Regions from separate parts of the Anas platyrhynchos genome. Here region 2 is linked to region 1. The links are chromatin contacts, called in public Hi-C maps. All regions are on one chromosome and are shown on one strand. Each heading gives the region's core, a stretch centred on a gene start, on an enhancer-like site or on the middle of the called end of the contact. The rest is flanking DNA. Distances are from core to core; before and after follow the strand shown. Region 1 has its middle 79 kb from the start of ARRDC3. Region 2 holds the start of ARRDC3 (arrestin domain containing 3).

The links. A called contact is a pair of places that touch in the nucleus more often than the background predicts.
Region 2: a Hi-C map of subcutaneous adipose tissue shows a contact between it and region 1, with 3 times the contacts expected there. The contact joins the promoter of ARRDC3 here to the enhancer-like site in region 1. A contact is called at or near these places in 5 of 8 Hi-C or Micro-C datasets (F5 follicle, liver, skeletal muscle and 1 more).

Annotation. Positions count from the first base shown.
Region 1 is chrZ:82,463,866-82,466,802 of IASCAAS_PekinDuck_T2T, forward strand. No RefSeq gene overlaps it. Among named protein-coding and RNA genes, the nearest start is that of ARRDC3, 79 kb to the right of the region's middle. Within about 2 kb of position 1,681, at least 4 of the 8 cell types and tissues checked have an H3K27ac peak or open chromatin away from gene starts, as enhancers often do. A contact at or near this core is called in subcutaneous adipose tissue, where this site is marked.
Region 2 is chrZ:82,542,670-82,545,669 of IASCAAS_PekinDuck_T2T, forward strand. ARRDC3 (arrestin domain containing 3) reads right to left here and starts at 1,263. Exons shown (of 8, transcript XM_038170350.2): 1 at 727-1,263. The coding sequence starts at 1,006. LOC140000621 (a long non-coding RNA gene) reads left to right here. Exons shown (of 2, transcript XR_011805686.1): 2 at 13-191.

The DNA of each region.
Region 1 (2,937 bases), core at 431-2,930:
AGCTGCTGACTGTGTTCTTTTGCTCTTTCCACAATATTAAATTCTTTCCCTCTTCTCGCAGACAGAAGGGAGGAATGCCAGACAGGAGGGTTTTCTGCTGATCTCTGTGGGTGCTATGCAGATATTCCTGCTCTGATCGAAGGCCTCAAGTCTCGCCTTGCATAGATCGGTAATCTGAGTTCATAAACGAGCAAGAAAAGTTCCTCCCCTGAAAAAAAAAAAAAAAAACAACAAAAAAAAAACACACAGAGGAAGTATTTCAGAGCCGAGGGGTGAGGCAGGCTGGTCTTGCAAGAATCATTAACTCCCTGCTTCTGCACAGACACTCTGGAACAAAAACACATGAAAGCAGGAGACCAAGGGAGTTTTCCTCTGGACATTTCTGAGGGTGGCGTAGAAATATAGCAAATGTCGAGCAGGCTTTTCACACCTACACCAGGATCTTGCCTAAAGGCTTTAGGTTGGGCAAGCTCTAAGTGACAACCTGTGCTTTTAAATGGAAACATTTCTTATGGAAGCTTTTCTGTGCATTTTACCATGGTAATACACAAATTTTACTGTAACTGATTATTTGTTGAGCTGGGACAAAAGAAAAAAAAAAGAAAAAAGAAGAAGAAGAAACCTTTTTGTGTCCCAATTCTGTAATAACTGCTAGGATTGCACAGCTTACAGGCATCACCCATGTCCAGAAGCAGAGATAATCTTCCAAATGAAGGCTTGGTGTAATGCAAACGCTTTCACAGACACGGGTAACTTTCTGGTCCTCAAAGCCTTTAAGTAAGTGCTTCTTCAAGTAGATGTTTGAGTGGATGGGAAGTACAGCTATGTCTGTGCTTAATAACCACATGCTCTGCTGCATCAGGCCTGACGTTTCTGACTCCCAGGAATTTCGTTGACTCCTTTTATGCTTGTCATGCTGCAGAGCAAGCAGAGCCAAATCTCTGCGGTCTGTGGCAGAGCTTGGGGTGCTGAATGGTCCTGGCAGCAGCACAGGCAGCGTGCGGGGGCACAGGGGAGTCAGAGGCACCCCTGTGCCCGTGGAGAAGGGACAACCTGTAACAGCGGGAGCAGGGCATCAAAGCACAGCAGGGACCTGGTGAGGAGTGAGACAGCATACTTTACAGCTCATTTTTTTATTGGACTACCCTGTTCCTGCAACAGCTGTAAAGGTCACTTTAATGAACTGCAAGGATCACCAAAATCAGACTCGGAGTCTGGAGTTAAAATTAGTTTGGGATGGTTTGCAGTGTAGTGATGCTATACTTTTTTTTTTTTTTTTTTTTTTTTTTTCTCTGTTTCTAAACAGGAAACCTGGCTCCTGAAGGTCTTTTTAATTTTCTTCTTCCTGAATCAACTGAAATGAGCATTGGCCATAGCTGATACATCTCATCTACCCGCTAATCCTTAACAGAAGTCTGGCCCTACGGAGCGATTGCAACACTTGCTTGGTTGCGAGAGCCGGGGCTGTAACAGATGCTTCGTTACTCTCAGCGCATGCCACTACATGCTGTGAGAAAGCTTATAAAAGAAGGATGTTTGTTTGATTTTGACTCACCACCATAAATGTTAATACTTCGTGTCACTTCAGTGTGTTGCACAACTGGCCTGGTTAGGGATTTACTGTAAGTGCATCAGCGTTTTCAGGGCAGATCAGCGGGATGGCGTCCGTGGCCAGCATTTGCTGCATCTCCCATCTCTAGGTGGTGCTCAATGGCTTAGGAGCGCGAGATGAGTGTTAGTTACAGACCTAGAGGCACTTTCTGTACAGAAACCATACTGTCTGTAGAAAATCCAGGGTCTTGCTGGTGCGGGTGTCCCCCAGGTGCATTTTGTGGGTGGTGGCTGAGGTGTGCCCGGCAGCCACACCTGGCAGCAGCACCTTCACGGCTGGCCGGGCTTCAACCCACGAGGCCGAGTGCTTCCTCTGATCTCAGGCAGTATTTAAAACTCGATAGAGAGTGTAGACATTTCTTTGTTTCCCTAAGATGAATGAATCCACATCCCTAGTCACCCTGACTGGCTGTACCTAACGCTGCTTACACATGTTGGCACAGAGCACGTAGATGAGGTGAGTGCACAGTTGTATTTCAGGAGTTCATCATCACTGATGTGACAACACGAGTAAATCCACTTTCTTAAAAGATGTTTGAATACATTTTGTATTCAGGTTGCAGAAGTGATGAAAATTATTGAGCTCAACAGACATCTTTCAGGGTATGTTTTGATAAAAAAACAATGTAAAAATTCTGGTTTCGCTTCCCTTGGTGCATATACAAAATAAGCTAATTCATATCAGGGACCTGAACAGAAATCTTCACATAATGTATTTTCTTTAGAACCTAAAGGAGAGCCCCAATATCCCCATGCTCTGCCTCTACCATGCAAATGCTCACTATGCCGGTATCCAAATCCAAAGTCGAAATCCTGCAAAGAAATGCACAGTGCAAAGGATTAAATTGTACCGAGAGCTTCACAGCAACAAAACACGCGTGCACTCAACATAAAACTTTGTTAAGCTGATTGATCATGCAGAGTTTGACTACAAAATTGCTTAATTTCAGGCATATCCTGCCTTCAGATACACTTCCCTACTGCTCAGTCTATAAAGCAGACCTTGAGCTACTACCACAGGTTCTGCTTCAACAGCACTTGTGCAAACCAGTAAGAAATCCCCGGTTTGCTGGCAGCAGACTTTTCATTTTTGTTCTTTCTATTGGTGGTAATGTGTGGTGAAACTTACCATGTGCAACTTTGCACTATTCTACTCAATTCAATATATTATTCTATTGATTTTCACAGGATCAAAGAGAACTTCCCTATTTAATTTAATTGTTCAACCTTATCTTGTATGAGTTAGATACAGCGAAATAATTGCAATGTAATATTCAAGCACTATTGAATGAAATACCTGGAGCTACCAATGTGCTGGAAGTGAGC
Region 2 (3,000 bases), core at 13-2,512, 78 kb after region 1:
AGGGGGTGGCAGGCGTTAAGAATTTAAAATAAGGGGGGTAAAAGATAAGGGAGGTTGTGGTGTGCTTCTGCACAGCTCCGTGCAGGGTGCAGGAGAAACTTCTGCAGAAGAAGAGCTCGCAGGGAGAAAAAAAAACAAAGCAAAAAACAAAAAGCAACAAGCAATAATAAGATAAAAAAAGACAGGTTTCTCCTCAGGAGGAAGGGGAGCAGCAGCCGGCTCGTCCCCGAGGCGGAGCGGAGCCACCCCAGCCGCGCAGCAAGAAAGGGGGGAGGGGGCACCCCAAAAAGCAGTGATAATAATAAAAAATACCAATTAAAGAGGGGTCTGCGGAGCGCCCCCCATTACATAACCGGCTCGGGGACTATTTTCCTGTGCTAGGCATTAAGTCATCGCCACCACCTGACGCGCGCAGCCAATCTCCGCCGCCGAGCGGCAGCAGCAGCAGCACCCCCCCCACCCCCCCCATCCCCTCCCCTCCCCTTCTCGCCAGGACCGGTCCCAAACAGGATTGAACCGCTTCTAACAAAGGGTGGAAACTTCGCAAAAACAACCCCGGAGTGCCCCCCAAGAGTTTTTTTTTTTTTTTTTTTTCTTTTTTTTTCTTGTCCTCACCCTCCTCAATCAATCGCACACACACACACACAGGCGGCGGGGATGCTGCGGGGCAGGGCAGGGCGATGCAGGGCGCGGCGGTGCCCGGCCGGGGCAGAGCCCCCCCCTCACCTCGCTCCTGTCCGATGAGGACGTCCTTGTGGTTGAAGTACTCGACCTCCTCGGTGTAGTTCTGCGTGTAGGCGGTGTTGGAGCCGGCGTTGCGCGACTCGGTCCAGCGCACCTTGGCGTGGCCCCGCGCGTGGATCTTGAGCGACTTGACGCGGATCTCCCCCGTCACTTCTAGGCTGACCCTTCCTGAGACCGTGTCCCCGCTGGAGTACACGGGGACGTTGCTGTCGTTCAGACAGTCGAAGCTTATCGTCAGGCTCTTCACCTTCCCCAGCACCATGGTGTACGGCGAACGCGTACAGAAATAAAGACGAAAAAAGAATAAAAATAAAAAAAAAAAAACAACACGAGAAGGCGATGCGAGGGAGGCTCCGCCACGCACGGCCGGCGGGCAGGCTCGGCGCCGACCCTACAGCCCCGGCATGGGGCGGGCTGCGGCGGCCCGGCCCGGCCCTGCTGCCGGCGCTCGGCAGCGCTCGGGAGCGCTCGGAGCCGCCCGGCTGCGCTGCGCCCTGCTCACAAAGACGGGGCCGCGCCGCCGGCTCCCCGCTATAAGCGCGAAGAGCGGAGCCCGGCCACGCCCCCTCCCGCCTAGGCCACGCCCCCTCCACCGAGGCCACGCCCCCCCTCGCCGAGGCCACGCCCCCCTCCGGCCCCGCCGCCGCCGCCGGCTGTGTGTGCGCTGTGTGCGTGCGCCCCCTGCTGGCCGCGGGGTGAGGGTGCAGCGCGCTGCGGGCCGTGTCCCTGCCCACGGGGAGCTGCGCGGTCCCAAATTTTGGGAGGGCGTGGGGGTGGCCGTGCTCGGGCAAACCTTGCAGGCTGTGAGGGTTTGAGGTTGCCCCGTTTTTCCGCGCGCTGATGTTGGAACGTGCCCGAGGTGCGCAGCTGTGCTGGTCGGCACGAAGGTTGACCCAGTTTTGGAGGCTGATTTTGTTTTCCTGTTAAAAAGCCGCCGCCGCCACCAAGAAGTATACATCAAGTCCATATTCACCCTGTGTTATGCTCCCACAGCGTCTGAGCTGAGCTCTGGTCTGAAATAATGACCCACTGCCCCAATAAAGACAATTCTGCTTTCGTCATTGTTGTCAGTGTTTTTTCTTTTTCACTTTTCTTTCTCTTGTTCCTTTTCCTTTCCTTTTTTTTTTCTTTTTTTTTCCACCTATTTTATCCTTTTCTCCTTTCTCTTTCTTTGCCTTTTCTCCTTTTTCTTTTCCTTCTTTCTTATTTTTCTTTCTCTTGCTCCTTCTTCCTTTCCTTTCCTTTCCTTTCCTTTCCTTTCCTTTCCTTTCCTTTCCTTTCCTTTCCTTTCCTTTCCTTTCCTTTCCTTTCCTTTCCTTTCCTTTCCTTTCCTTTCCTTTCCTTTCCTTTCCTTTCCTTTCCTTTCCTTTCCTTTCCTTTCCTTTCCTTTCCTTTCCTTTCCTTTCCTTTCCTTTCCTCTCCTCTCCTCTCCTCTCCTCTCCTCTCCTCTCCTCTCCTCTCCTCTCCTCTCCTCTCCTCTCCTCTCCTCTCCTCTCCTCTCCTCTCCTCTCCTCTCCTCTCCTCTCCTCTCCTCTCCTCTCCTCTCCTCTCCTCTCCTCTCCTCTCCTCTCCTCTCCTCTCCTCTCCTCTCCTCTCCTCTCCTCTCCTCTCCTCTCCTCTCCTCTCCTCTCCTCTCCTCTCCTCTCCTCTCCTCTCCTCTCCTCTCCTCTCCTCTCCTCTCCTCTCCTCTCCTCTCCTCTCCTCTCCTCTCCTCTCCTCTCCTCTCCTCTCCTCTCCTCTCCTCTCCTCTCCTCTCCTCTCCTCTCCTCTCCTCTCCTCTCCTCTCCTCTCCTCTCCTCTCCTCTCCTCTCCTCTCCTCTCCTCTCCTCTCCTCTCCTCTCCTCTCCTCTCCTCTCCTCTCCTCTCCTCTCCTCTCCTCTCCTCTCCTCTCCTCTCCTCTTCTTTTTTCTTTTCTTTTTCTACTTTTTATCTTTCATTTTTTTTCCTTTTTTTTTCTCTCTCTTTCTTTTTCTTTTCTCTTTTGTCTTTTTTTCTCTCTCTCTCTATTTATTTATTTATTTTATTTTTATTTCATTTCCTATTATCTCATCCCTAAAAACACGAGCCTCCTTCCTGCAGCCTCCCACCTTTGTGCCCTTTGAGTAAGGAGACGGGATTGGGATCAGCGTTTGCAGTATTTCATTTTGCTGGCTACAGCCGGCACAGCTCTACATCCCCGAGCTGACAGAATGCTATGAATCCAGTTGGTATGTGCAGTTAAAGCCTCAGATTCGGGAACTGGGGGTACGAATCCCA